Linked DNA regions of Mus musculus: region 1 is linked to region 2. Evidence: chromatin contacts called from public HiChIP or PLAC-seq data. All regions are on one chromosome and are shown on one strand. The core of a region is the stretch at or near the end of the contact, and the rest is flanking DNA. Distances in the headings are between cores, read along the strand shown. Region 1 holds the start of Arhgef16 (Rho guanine nucleotide exchange factor (GEF) 16). Region 2 overlaps Megf6 (multiple EGF-like-domains 6).

The links. HiChIP or PLAC-seq counts read pairs in DNA pulled down with a chosen protein or histone mark.
Region 1: a contact with region 2 is called in an H3K4me3 HiChIP or PLAC-seq map of embryonic stem cells, with 30 read pairs. The contact joins the promoter of Arhgef16 here to the enhancer-like site in region 2. A contact is called at or near these places in 2 of 484 Hi-C or Micro-C datasets (the HL-1 cell line and embryonic stem cells), 5 of 115 datasets of contacts at active chromatin or transcription factors (astrocytes, embryonic stem cells and epiblast stem cells) and 3 of 9 other capture datasets (adipose tissue, liver and pancreatic islet).

Annotation. Positions count from the first base shown.
Region 1 is chr4:154,296,908-154,303,856 of GRCm38.p6, reverse strand. Arhgef16 (Rho guanine nucleotide exchange factor (GEF) 16) reads left to right here and starts at 3,962. Exons shown (of 15, transcript NM_001112744.1): 1 at 3,962-4,032. Gm52687 (predicted gene, 52687) reads right to left here and starts at 4,213. Exons shown (of 3, transcript NR_168682.1): 1 at 4,132-4,213; 2 at 3,382-3,667; 3 at 2,602-2,890.
Region 2 is chr4:154,241,071-154,247,977 of GRCm38.p6, reverse strand. Megf6 (multiple EGF-like-domains 6) reads right to left here. Exons shown (of 37, transcript NM_001162977.1): 5 at 5,454-5,576. Among named protein-coding and RNA genes, the nearest start is that of Gm52687, 55 kb to the left of the region's middle. Within about 2 kb of position 1,322, at least 76 of the 459 cell types and tissues checked have an H3K27ac peak or open chromatin away from gene starts, as enhancers often do. A contact at or near this core is called in adipose tissue, embryonic stem cells and epiblast stem cells, where this site is marked.

The sequences.
Region 1 (6,949 bases), core at 2,713-5,212, 53 kb before region 2:
ATGGAGCTTTGGAATTTGGACTAAATGGACTTTTTTATTATGCTATGCTTAGGTATGTTCTCCTATAGATTTATGTGTTTGAATAAGCCTATGGGGGGGCCAGAGAGTGGAATGTGATGGTTTGTATCGGCTTAGCCCAGCCAGTGGCACTATTAGGTGTGGCCTTGTTGGAGTGGGTGTGGCCTTGTTGACGGAAGTGTGTTACTGTGGGATGGGCAATGTGAATCTCCTCCTAACCAATTAGGAGCCAGTCTCCTAGTAGCCTTTACATGAAGATATAGAACTCTTTTTTTAAAGATTTATTATTATTATTATTATTATTATTATTATTATTATTATTATATCTATGTACACTGTAACTGTCTTCAGATGCACCAGAAGAGGGCGTCAGATCTCATTACGGATGGTTGTGACCCACCATGTGGTGCTGGGATTTGAAGTCAGGACCTTCAGAAGAGCAGTCAGTGCCATCTCTCCAACCCGATATAGAACTCTTAACCCCTTCTGCACCATGCCTGCCTGGATGCTGCCATGCTCCCACCTTGATAATAATGGATCGAATCTCTAAACCTGTAAGCCAGCCACAATTAAATGTTGTCCTTATAAGAGTTGCCTTGGTCATGATGTCCGTTCACATCAATAAAGCCCTAACCAAGATCCCTTCAGAAAAGAGCAGGCCTCCAAGAGACAAAAACCAAACAGACAAAACAACATCCAATTAGACAAGGCAAAGGCCCTCACACTGAACCTGGACAAGGAAACCCAACAGGAGGAAAAGAGCCCTGAGAGCAAGTAAAGGACACACCAGCTCTCACAGAAGCCCCATAGAAACACCAAGCTAAACAGCCAGAACACATACACAGAGCGCCTGGTGCAGTCTCCTGCAGGCTCTGCGCTTGCAGCTTCAGTCTCTGTGAGCCCTTGTGAGCATTGCTTAGCTGACTCGGTGGGCCCTATTTTCCTGGTGCTCTCCATCCCCTCTGACTCCTACAGTCTTTACCCCACTCTCTCACAGGACTTCCACGCTCTGAGGAAGGGGCCCTGTGGAGACCTCCAATCTCCCCGTGTAATGTCTGGCTGTGGATCTCTGCATCCACTCCCATCTGCTGCTGGAGGAAGCCTCTTTGATGATGACTGGACAAAACACTGTGTCCTTTTCCACATCCTTGTCCTGCTTGCCCTTCCTGAGCCTCCAGTCACACAGGTTAGATAGTCCAACACCGTCTCCCTTTGGCTTTTTCACTACACTTTAGATTGCTCTTTTTATTTCATTAGATTCCTGGACAGAGCTGGGTACAGCTTGGCAGCAGAGCCTTTAGCATGCACAGGGACTAGGAGTTAGATCTCTGGCAGGCAGGCAGGCAGACAGACAGGGATAGACACAGAAAGAGGATTACAGGCTTCTTCCTTGCCCTCAAGACCTGAAACAGAAGGCCTGGCAGCTTGAGACAAAGGCATGCAAGTCTTTTCCTAAAGAAAGAAAGGTGTCCCCAATTCCAGCCTAGCACCCCCTTTAAAAAACCAATAGTCCTCCAGGAGAAGGTTAGACTTTGACATCTGAGTCCCACACCCGCAGTGTGTTTTGCAAGGGGGGAGGGCTTTCTCTGTGTGTGCCTTGCTATGTGCATTTCTGCTCCCCTGGCCTGTTTTGCAGGGGGCCTTTCTCTGTCCCTACCTTGCATTTCTGTTAGGCATAGTGCTGATACCTTTCGTTCCAGCACTTTCAAGGCAGAAGCAGCCAGGTCTCTATGAGTTTAAGCCAACTTGGTATGCATAGTGATTTCAGGCCAGCCTGGGCTACACAGTGAGACCCTGCTCCTAGAAAAAAAGGAGGGGGGGTGTTTTTCATCTGTTGATTCTGCCTGCAGAGTCTGCGTTTTCCCCTGATGTTAACTGTCTTGTGTTTGAGGGTCCCCCCCCCCGTCTTTTAATTCTTTAGAAGTCAGATACTAAGGGGGGCAGGGCGTGATGAGACCTTGCCAAGCAAGAGCTGACATGCTGCAAACTGAGGATGGGCTTGGTGGGGTGCAATACCTCATAATGGCCTCAAGGGGTCAGCAACAAGTCGCCTTTCCCAGGAGCAGTCTACCGCAGACAGCTGAGACCCAGAGAGTTCTGGGTCCCAGGTCTCAGTCCACAGGTCACTCTGAGCTCCTCTCCTCCATCCAGTGTGACTGACGCCCATTTGAGCCTGGATCTGTGGCCAACTCGTGCCCTGCCCAGAAGATATCACACCGGAAAGAGCAGAGGAACCACCCAGCTTCGGGGCTGAGGTTGGAAGCATAGGAAGACCAGGGCACAGGCAGTAAGTAGCTAGACAGGAGTGTCACCAGGGCATACAACCCCACACTGTTGGCCAAGAAAGTGAAAGTGCCAACCCAGAGTCTCCGGCATCACCTCTGTCAGAGCAAGCTCTGGGGCTACACTGCATGAACCGTGTGTGAGGGCCGTGGTGTGAGGTCACAGCTCTTTCCTGAAAAACAGATGACAGAGGTGGGTCAGGATGGGGACTAGTACTGGCTGTGTCTCAGGACCTCGGGTTACACCCAGGTCATGTCCCTGTCACGCACAGCCTAGTGAGCCAGGCAGAGCAAGCCACAGTGAGAGGCAGCTGTTTTTATTTTAATATTTACTTATTTATTTATTATATGTAAGTACACTGTAGCTGTCTTCAGACACTCCAGAAGAGAGCATCAGATTTTGTTACGGTTGGTTGTGAGCCACCATGTGGTTGCTGGGATTTGAACTCAGGACCTTTGGAAGAACAGTCGGCGCTCTTAACTGCTGAGCCATTTCATCAGCCCGAGAGGTGGCTGTTTTAACAGATACGGTCTCTCTTCTTGTCCCAGAGTGGTTGAGGTTCTGCTCTGATGGCCATGCCCTGAGGGGTCTTGGGGATAACAAACCATCTGAATACAATGTTGCATCATCAAAAAAAAAAAGAAAAAGAAAAAAATAGCTGTAATGGTGTCTGCCTGTAACCCCAGCTCCCAGGAACCTGGGACAGCCTGGGGAAGGTGAGTCTGGACTAAACATACCTGGCAGAGTCAGGATGGTCAGGGCCGTGTCAGCCCAGTCCTGACCCCCCTGCCTTTAAGAGGACCCCACTCTCCAATGGGAACTGGGCACTTCCAGCCTCCGCCTCCAATCCACCCTGCTCTGTGTTCTCTGTGCCTCCGCCTCAGGCTACCCTCCTGGACGTGTTCCCTCGTTTCTTGGCTCTTACACTCACTATGCCTCTTGCCTACCCTCCTCTTCTCACCTTGATCAGAGCCACCCTTGGGATCTCAGGTTTGATTAGCACTTCGGAGGGCAATGGTGCAGACCCCATCCTTTTCCACATGAGGAGCCTGACCCCCTAAACATGGGGGTCGTTATTACCTCCTCATTCTTGAGGACACTACATAGACTTGGTAGCTGTTTTCCTGAGATCTGGAGACTCGCGGCCAGATCTGTGTGGCTAGCAGAATTTCCAGCCTTCAGAGTTCTCAGTAAAATGAGGTTGTGGTGGATAGGTTAAACCATGAAAGGTGTTCTGGGAGATCCTGGCCAGGGCTGCCATGAAGCAGCCAGCTGCAAAGAATGCAGAGGGCGGGGCTTTCTTTCAACAAACAGGTTCCCGCAGGCCCGGGATTTCTCCGAAGGCTTCCTGGAGGAGGCGGCGGACCTGGGAGTGAGGCACAGAAGGAAGCGGGCGTAGGAGCGGGAGGGAGGGTAGACAGTACCCGAGGGCGGACTCCCGCCCGAACCACCAGACGGGTCACGTGAACGCAGGCGGACCCAGGTAGAGCGGTGACGCAGCCGGCGCGGCCAGGTGAGGCGGTGGTGGTGCAGCAGGTGCCCAGGGCGCGTCCCGCCCTCCGGCCGCGCAGCCGCTGGCGGAGCCCACCTGGCCCCGGCTCCGCCCGACCGCTCGCCCGACCGCCCACCGCGCAGGAAGTAGAGAGGGCGGGACCGGCCGGCCCCGGGACGCGGGGACCCAGCGGCACTGCAGGCTACACCCTCCCGGCCGACCCTCGGTTGCGCGCACAGGTGAGTCTGGGGACTGGAGAGTCAGCCAAGGGGAAGACCACCTGGGGCGCCCGGAGCACCTCTGCTCCATTCCCCTCTCCGCTCCCGCCCCTCCTGTACCTCGGCGACTTCATCGCGCCCCGCCCTCTCTCTTGGGCTGAAAGCCGGGGATCTGGAGCCTAGCTGCCCTGAGCCACAGTCCAAGGGACACTTTGCAGTGGACCTGGTTAGACACTTGAACGCAGAGACTCCTGGGAAGTCCCGGGAGGGGGGGGCGTGGAAGTGACTCTTCCGGGAGCTAGAAAGACGATCTGTTTAGATAGGCTGAGTGGCCTGACCCCCTCGTGCCCTTATCCCACCTTGGTGGCTTTGGTGTCTAGTCCTCTAGCCAGGCTCCGCAGTGCCTTCCAGAGGGAGAGGGCTGTCCCAGAAAGCAGAGGGCGGCACTTATAGACTGGACGGTGGTGAGCACCTGTCCCCAACCCACTACCTTGGTTCCCATATCTGTAAATAAGGAGCAGAGATCTATTTTGAGGTTGAGCGAGAAAGATGAATTTGGGCATGGGCCTGGTCCCAGGGGCCGAGATCTGAGTTGGTAGCCACCAAGATGAGATTTTAGCGGCCTCCACATCATGCCTGGAGCCCAGACAGGATTTGGTAGCTCCTAAGTAGATGCTTGGGTGTGTTTGTCACTTGAGTGACCAGCTGCAGGGTCCCAGGTACTGTGTGGAGCCATTCGTGACTGCATGCCAGTATGCCCTGATAGCAATGGCTCCCTACCCAGGTGTGTGGGCACCAAGCTTGAAAGTTGCTGTTTGTGGATTCAGGCAAGCTGCTCCAGCCTCCGGGCCTTGAGCCTCTGGGCCTCTGTTTATCCATCAGAGTTCATTGATTGAATGCACCTCTGCTGTGTTCCCTTCTGGGGACAGACCCTTCTTTCTGCCCATGGTCCAGAGAGAAGCCTCGGACCATGCGCTCACAGCACGGCCTGAGAGAGGGAAGGGTCTCAGGGCTTTGAAAAAGTAAAGACTCAGCCAGAGAACAGGGTGTCGAGAGCTAGGTAGAGGCTCCCTGCCACCCTTCTCCAAACACCTAAAGCTAGAAATCTCTGGTTAGTTGGTTTGTTTTTTAAGATATATTTATTGTATGTATTTAAGTGTTGTGCCTGTGTGTATGTATGTATGTATGTGCGCCACAGGCATGTCATGCCTGGTGCCCATGGAAGTCTTAAGAGGTCATTGGATTCCCCAGGGGTTATGAGGAGTTACAGATAGTTATGAGCTAGCATGTGGGTGCTGGGACTTGAACCCAGGGCGTCTGCAAGAGCAGTTGGAGCTCTTTTCTGTTGAGCCATCTCTCCAGCCCAGTAGCAAGAAACTTGTTAGTGTTAAGAGTTATTCTGGAGCCGGGCGTGGTGGCGCATGCCTTTAATCCCAGCACTCGGGAGGCAGAGGCAGGTGGATTTCTGAGTTCGAGGCCAGCCTGGTCTACAGAGTGAGTTCCAGGATCAGCCAGGAGTATACAGAGAAACCCTGTCTCAAAAAAAAAAAAAAAAAAAAAAGTTATTCCGGGAAGTTGTCTCCAGCGAGACACCTCCCACAGGGCGCGCCTTCTTCACCCTCGCGCAAGGAAGCTGAGTCCACAGAGGTGAGGCAGCAGCATGAAGTTCCCATAGCTTGTCTCTGCAGACAGACAGGCCGGTGCGCTCCGCGGAAGATGTTGGCGGCCTTTCTATTTGACCACCTGGTCTGGATGTTTGGTTTTGGTTTTGGTTTCCAGATCCATCCTGCCATTGCCTTAACTCACTCATTCTCTGTGACATCCTGCTCAGGTGACTGCCCCTCCGTAGCATCCTGAGTCCAGAATCCTGTCATCGCATCCAGTTCCTGGTTTGAGGACAACCATCTAGGTCAAGATAGGGCCTCAGAGCTTGACTCCTCCCCCTGTGCTCTCACCAGCTAGGGCTTGACCCAGGCAGGTCGCTTTCCCTGGGCTTCTCACTGCCTGCCAGAGAAGAAGTTAGGGGAGGGGCTGAAGTCAGAGCCGGCTAGAGGGTGTCTTCTGTGGACCAGTTTTTTTCAGCTGGTAAACTGGACTGTGGAGGCCTGGCCCTAGGCTCCCGTCAGGTCAGGACTCTGGCTGCCCCCCAACTTAGAAGCCTTCCCTGCTTGGGATGGTTGGGTTTATGGAACTTGCAGGAGTGATAGGTGGGTGTCTTGGGCCAAGACTGGATGCACTAGGTAGGTGAAGAACGGCTAGCTATGATCCAGTTTTCCCCACCTCAGCTCTGGAAGCTTTTGTTCCAATTGGCTGTTACAGGCTGCTTTGTGCCCTGCGGCTCCTGGCGTCCTGGCCTCTGGCCTCAGAATGCAGGTGGGTGTGATCAACGATGTCTTCAGCTGTTACTAAGTTGTCTCCAGGTGGGCAAAACTGCTCTCCCCCGCCAGGCAACACACACCTAACAAATGGAGCTAGCTGGTATGCGTTACAAACAAATTTGGACTCCAAGTCTCCTGCTCAGCCAGGCAGGGTCACCCAGGCACAAGGCCACCAATGTGGGTTGGCTGAGGCAGATCCTGCCAGGCAGAGATGGCCCAGGCACAGAGCTGATGATGGAGGGCCTCCAGCAGGGCTTAAAAATCTCAGATTCACAGTGGTTTGGGTTCCTATGACCAGCTGTAACCAGCTGCAACAGGCTCAGGCTAGGAAGAAATCAGGCTTAGGGGGACTAGAAGGCAGCATAGGTACCCCACAAGATTTGTGGGAAGCGATCTGCCTGAAAGGGGAGGGGGCAGAGAACCAGAGGCAGAGAAACCCACTCATCCAGGACCACACCCACAGTGGTCCCCTGAGATGTCTGTCAAGATCTCACTGGTGCTAATGGGATCCTGCCTCATGGTTCTGTGACCCGTGTGCCCCAGGATTTGTTCCCACTTAG
Region 2 (6,907 bases), core at 73-2,572:
CATGCACGTGGCCTCAGCTGGCCCCACATTCCTGGGGGCTCTGTTTACTCATGCTCACCACACCAACTGCGTCCCTACTCGGGACACGTAATACGAACCAGAAGCCCATTCTGGCAGGGCCGGGCAGGCACAGGGGCATGACGTCTCAGCGTCTCAGCAGGAAGCACCATCCACCAGGAGGGAAAGGTACTTCATCTCCAAAGCAGCGGAATGAGTCCACCACGGCTGGCACTAAAGACTTGGGATGCCAGTGCAGCTTCACACCCTCAGAACCACCCCAGCCCTTCACTCCACAGGACTGCATCCGCCCAGATGCTCCCAAGCTGTGCACACCAGGGAGCCAGGCCAGCATCACCCAGCACATCCTTTGTGGATTCCGGGAAAGCTGAGCCAGGCAGATTTTTGTCCTCTCTGCGCTGGGCTTCACAGCTCCAGGAATGGCCAGGGTCTGTGTCTCCAGGCTCCTCAAGTTACTGAGGCACAGCTGTAAGACACACACTCGGGGCTTCTGCCAAGACCAGGGCCAGAGGCTCACATCTGGTTGTGGTGCTAGAAATCAGACCCAAGGTCAGACATGAGCAAAGCCGAGAGACCTTTGGAGCAGAAGCCAGGGGCTGAGAGACCTTTGGAGAGGTCAGTGGCTGAGTGACCTTTGGAGCGAAGTCAGGGACTGGCCTCCCTGCAGTAAGTATATATAGATGCATACTCATAAGGCAAATGCCTCAGCCAGGGTCGGTGAGACACCTAAAAGCACAGTACTGGAGATATATAGGCAGGAGGGTTGAGAACTCCAGGCAACAGGGCCGGATGGGTCTGTCTCCACAATATGCCCCGATTCCCCTTTCAGCCCACAGAAGTCTGTGGTCTGTATACAAGCCTGCAGGACCCAATATTCCGCCTCGGCCCACTTCCCGATCAGACACAAATGACTACAGTTGGGTGACATTCTTTATTAGAGTCTTAATGTCTGTGTGTTCCTGCTCCACCTCTGCCTTCCACCCTAATCGCCCCCGCCCTGCCCCGCCCAACTCAGGCCCCGCCCCGCCCCATCCCACCCTTTCCCCTCCACAACCCCGCCCCCGCTCCGCCCCGTCATGTCATAGGCTGAAGCCCTCTGATATGACATTGTTCAGAAGCTGGGTCTTATACCTTAATTAAGGTTGGAAGTGGTCCCACAGATGGGGCTCTGACCGCGCCAGGGACCAGAAGGGCTGGCACCTTGCTCTTGGACTTGCAACTATGAGCGAAATAAAGCCCTGTGGCTTAAGCCCACGTGGTGTTTGGTCCCGGCAGCCTCCACTGACCAGTTGGAATTCCACCACAGCTGGGCTGCAACTCCACCCACAGCCAGCAGGAGTCGCACTACTCAGGACAGGGTGTGAAGTGCAGAGCTCGGAGGAAAGACCTGGTTTGGTGGAGAAAGAGCCTGGATCTCATAGAAAATACATTTCCTATAGGACAGGGGGCTGCTTGCGCCAACCTGGTTAACACTCTTGGATGTATGGTGCCCCAACAAAGGACGCTTGTCCAGTCTCAGGAGGCAGTACCTGTACTCCAGGCTCAACCTTGGGTCTTGAGCCAAAGCCTCAGAGAGCCTTTCATCAGGAACACCCGAGGGTCATTTAGTTGGCTGCACATGAAGAGCCAGGTCTGCCTCCAGCCAGCCAAGCCAAGCCAAGCCAAGCCAAGTTCATCAGCTTCTTTATTGCATCCTCCAGATCATCCTGGAGGGTTGGGGCTGGCTCAACTGATGTGGCCATAAGGTGCTGAGAGCTCCCTCTATGCTCCATCAGTGGCCAGAGCAGCCTGTCCTTCCAGGGAGCCCTGGGCAATTTTCTACTGCCAAGGCTTAACTTCTGGCTGCACCCCTCCAGGGAAACACACTCAATCCAGTGAGAGGCCTCATAAGAAATTCCCAGCTTCCTCCCCCCAAAGCATTTACCAAAATACTTGGTGGGTTACGTAGATGGCAGATAGAACCCATAAGCAGGTGCACTCAATCACAAAACCAACGTTGGGCCTACTTGACCCAAGGGCAGAGGAATGGGTCCCTCCCAAAACTCCCCTACCCGCTTCAATCCAGCACCACCGTCAGTCACCAAGTATGCACACACACACACCCATGACATGCCATTTTCCTGAATGCCCACCGTGGCTGCCTAACCTCCCCTGCTGGGTTCTGCACCCAGTATGGGCTGCTCAACCTCGACACCCCTGTTCCACCTCAGCCTGTTCCTCTAGGCCAAGTGGAAGCAGTCCCTGCCCTTCGAAGAGCCAGGGTAGGATCATGAGACAGAGGAAGGGACTGACCACAGCAGCTGCTTTCTCTTTTCCCACCTCTCCCTCAGGCCAGGCCTCCTCAGGCTTCTCAGGGCTGGGAAGCTGACCCCTTGTGCAACTGTAACCCCTGCCAGGTTTTGGAAGAACTGGGAGACACGGGCAGAGCTGCATTGGCGGCTCCGTGGGGATGGGTTTTGCAAAAGAGCCTGGCAGTCTGCACGTTTGAGCTGCCTGTGGCTTTGGCCCCAGACCAAGCAGACTGCCAGCAGCAGTCTCGGGGGCCCAAGCAGCTTTCCTTGAGGTTTCTCCTCCAGGACGGAGCCTTGGGGACAGACTGGAGCCTGTAAAGTCCTTTACCGTCCCAAAGCCTGGGGAGTGAAAACCGTGTACCACAGGTACACACAAGTAGGAACAGGCCAAGGGCAGGGCTGGGCAGCTTTCCATCAGTCATGTGACTCTGGCGGCAGGACCACCACAGGTATATGTTATGTGTTAGCAGCAGAGCCCGCCCCAAGGGTGTCCATCCTGAGCCAACAGGTGTAACATAAAGAGAAGAGACCCCCCCTCCCCCCCGCTTTGCCATGGGGCTAAGCCAGCAATAGCCATGGTCCCTTAGACTGGCCCCATTTGTCCTTCACATACAAGGAAACATCCATACACAAGAACTGTGCCCAGGTCACACTAAAAGCCACTAGACAAGTGCACAGCACGCGGAGCACCTCAGCCACACGGAGAAGCAGGGCACCCCTTTTGCTGTTAGGATACCCCGAGGCCGTTCCCCTCCGGAGCTCTGCAAAATGTCACGGGAAAGCAGGAACGCTCCTGGACCATCAGCCAAACCACCCCACTGGGCAGGCCCTACTTTCCATGGCTGGGGAAAGGAGGAACTGGCTCATGCTAGAACACAGAAAAAGCTAGAGCAGCCTCAGGCCTGGCTGTCCCCACCTCAGAAATGAGAGGGAGGACAGAGCACCCAGGAGAGTGCATACTAAATCATGGGTGGGGCCTTGCTGTCCCCATTGGAGTGCTGTCCAAGACAGGGGACAATGTTCTTACTACAGTGGCTTGGTAGCAAAGTCCTTAAAATTCTCATTTTTAAGCTCAGCAGTTTAAAGCATTGGCTGATCTTGCAGAGGACCTGGATTGGATTCCCAGCATCCACACGGCAGCTCACAGACATCTGTAACTCTATGTCTAGGGGTTCCAACCCCCTCTTCTGGCCTTGAGGGGTACCAGGCTTATGCATAGTGTACACACATACAAACAAACATTCGTGCACATAAAATAAAATAAGTAAAATTTAAAGAGAGAATGGAAGTGGGAATCTTTCTGATTTTTCTCTCTATTAAGCATAGAGAGTATTTGGTGCAGGGTGTGGTGGCTCAAGCCTCAAATCCTGACACTTGGGAGGTGGAGGCTGGAGGTACAGACGCTCAATGCCAGCTCTGGCTACAAAGTAAGTCCAGGCTGCCTCAGCCTGGCGACACCTTAGGAGAAAGGAAGGGAGGAAGGATTGCACTAGCATCTCTTAACAGAGATGTAGGACATTATCCTGCTGTCCCCAGACACAGTAAACCAGGAGATTGTGATCTTAGGAAGCATCCGTGTAAAAACCCTCGCTGAAAGTTACAGCTTAAAAAAGAGAGAGAGAGAGAGAGATTCTCTGAAGCGCCCCATCCAGCCAATACTCCTGCAGTCAGATAAGCTCTCAGGTAGGAGGGGCCAGGAGGCAGGCATGGGTGTGTGGAAACCAGTGGAAGGAAGCCCTGAGAACCCATCCACTTAAACAATGTTGGGCAACAGCCACAGGGCCAGTGAAGACCATCAATAATAAACACACGCCTTGAACCCATCCTTCTGGTGCCCCAAGGGTGTAGAATCTAGCACGTCTGTCCCCAGCAACAGCAATGGGTGATGCAGGCACAGGACCAAGGCAGGGTAAGAGGATATCCCTCCTGGGCTTCCTGAGGCCCGCAGCTCAGTACCTCTGAGCAGTGCCACCGGTCACTCTGGGTCTAAGAAGCATCGTCCTCTCTGACTGTTAATGATACATGTCATCCTGGCTCTTAATCCTCTCAAGGCTTCTCAGTGACGGTCACAAGAGAAGAGTGTCCTAGTCCTGGATCCATCCAGCAGCAGGGGTCACCCCTCACACCAATCTCCAGGGTCACCTCTCTTTAAGGAGTACCCTGCCTGGCAAGGGTGCCCAAGGCTAAAGAGTCCAAGCCACAGACTCCCAGAAGGGCCAGCAGGCAGGCACTGGGTTCTGCTATCACCGTTACCCCTGCCTGAAACACATGGCAACATTTCTGCATCTGCTTCTGCTTCTCACTGACTGGCTCCTGGAGTGGAGAGGACAGAGGCTGGGACATGTGTGTATGGGGTGCAACCCCCCAGGGCTGGCACATGACCAGCCATCTGGCAGCCAAGACCAGGCTGTTCAGAACTGGCCCAAGCTGTCTAGGTCTCCAAAGTAGAAAGTAGGGGTGCCCTTCCCCAGAACAACATAGAAGCAGAGGGAGGGACCCACCGTGCGTGCCTTACGCCGGGTGCCTGTCCGCAGGCCCAGAGTGCATTGTGGAGCTTCCTTTGCATAACATGGGTGTTTCTTTAGCTCTAAGCTGTCAGGGGCTCTGTGTCCTCGAGAGGCCACTAAGCCCTCCCCTCACAGCAGAGCCTCTACATAGTCAGAGGCCAGGGGCCTGCTCTCTGGCTGCCCCTCACCACTACCGAAGCTCACATGCTCACACATGCAGGCTTCCGGAGAATTCCCGCTCTGCAGACCAAGAAATGCTTTCAATCGACACGGCCAAGTCTCAGCCTTCCTTCCTACCTCCTGAGAGCAACCCAAGGAGTCCCCCACCTCACGTCTTGGTGGCAGCTCAGCTAGGCCTGGGTCCCCACAGACTGATCAACCCCCGTAGATGGTCTCAATCTCTCAACAAGACAGCATGGTTGCAGAGCGGGCAGAGCCTGAGGGCACAGGGACCTGGGGAGTGCAGTAAAGGTGCGCTTAGGACTCCCAGGTAGCCATGCTCCTTAGGAAGGAGCCCCCAAGGGCATAGCCCAGTGCCAGCCCACTCAGACATAACTGGGCCCCTTCTGCAGACATGGGTACATTCTGGAGAGTGAGTTTCACCAAAGGTTCAGAGCCCCAGGCAGGTGACACTTACCCAGGCAGGTCCTGCCATCTGTGTGGAGCCGGAAGCCGGGTTTGCACTCACAGAGGTAAGAGCCGGGGGTATTCACACACCTGTGTTGACAACCACCATTGTGTGATCGACATTCATCCACATCTAGACAGAGGGAGAGAGAGTGGAGTTACCAGCTAGGTACACACTGGGCTAGGCCCACTGCACCAAGGAGACAGACGGCACCCAAACTCAAGACCTTCTCAGACTTTATCTATTTCCCTTGTGACCCCAGACATAATCAGTGCCCATCTTCCATGGCTAGCATGCCCTGACAGGAAGAGCTACCAGAGGAAATTTCAGCATGAGCCATTGTCTTCTTTATAGCAGATGCACACAACCCCAAGGGTAGGGCCAGCCCAGGGAGGGCTCCAGGGAGGAGCTTCAGGGTCAAGCATAGACTCCAGGCATGGACAGTGTCTGTTGTCTGTCTGTCCAGGAAGCATCCTCCTTTCTGTTTCTCAGTGCTTCCTGGGACCTGTCTACTGGGAGTGTACCCCCTCACTTGGTGGTGCCCCTTCTACAGTTTCTATGGTGACCAGGTATCTCCGGTCAAAAATGGGGATGTAGTGAAGAGCTGACTGGCTGGGTGGCAAAGGGCTCACCTGGAGCCACATGAGTGTGCCCTGCTCTGTGTGCCTGTCACAAAAGGCGGGAAACAACGGTACGAATGTTCCTGTTTCACGAAGCAACCGTCACTCGAGTCCTCAGCTGATGTGAGAACAAAAGCCTGACATACTTGAGACAGAAGAGTCAGGGCACATGAGGGTTTCAGACCCCACGTTAGAGGAGCTGGGGTAACAACATCCATCTCAGGGAGTCCGAAGAAGAGTGGTTCTTGAGCTCACAGCCTTGGCAGGTCACAAAAGCACACACAGCTCAGCGGAGGTAGTGCCAGGGACTTTCTCAGCCAGCTGGTCTGTAAAACTTGAGACAGTCTGGGGTTCTTGGGCATCACTCCTGCACCCCAACACCGAGGATAGGGTGAACAGGCTTAAAAGCATTGACTCTGAGCCACCCTCAGCACCCTGGCAAGGGATGCTAAATCCTCCCAGGCCAATCCAAGCAAAGTGGCCAGTGTGCATGTAGCTGCATGATCAGGAGCCCTGCTGACCACAAAGAAGGCAGCCTCTGAAGGACTCCTGAGCACAAGGTAGGCGTTTCTCAACAGGACCACCCTGCTAGCTCTCCGTACCCAGGCGTGCCAGCTACTGTCTCCCTGTTCGCTCACACATGCTAGCTCTCCACAGTCCTTTGAGACAGGGTCAGTCACCAGCCCCGCTCTGTGTGCAGCCCTCCCCACAAGGTGCATGATCACTCCCATTACACATCTGCCATGCATGGATAGGGCCTTTAGCACTGTCTCCTGAGTGCCTCTTAAGAGGGGCTGGCATACTGACTCCAGCTTCCATCCCTTCCTAAAGGTGCTTCCTGGA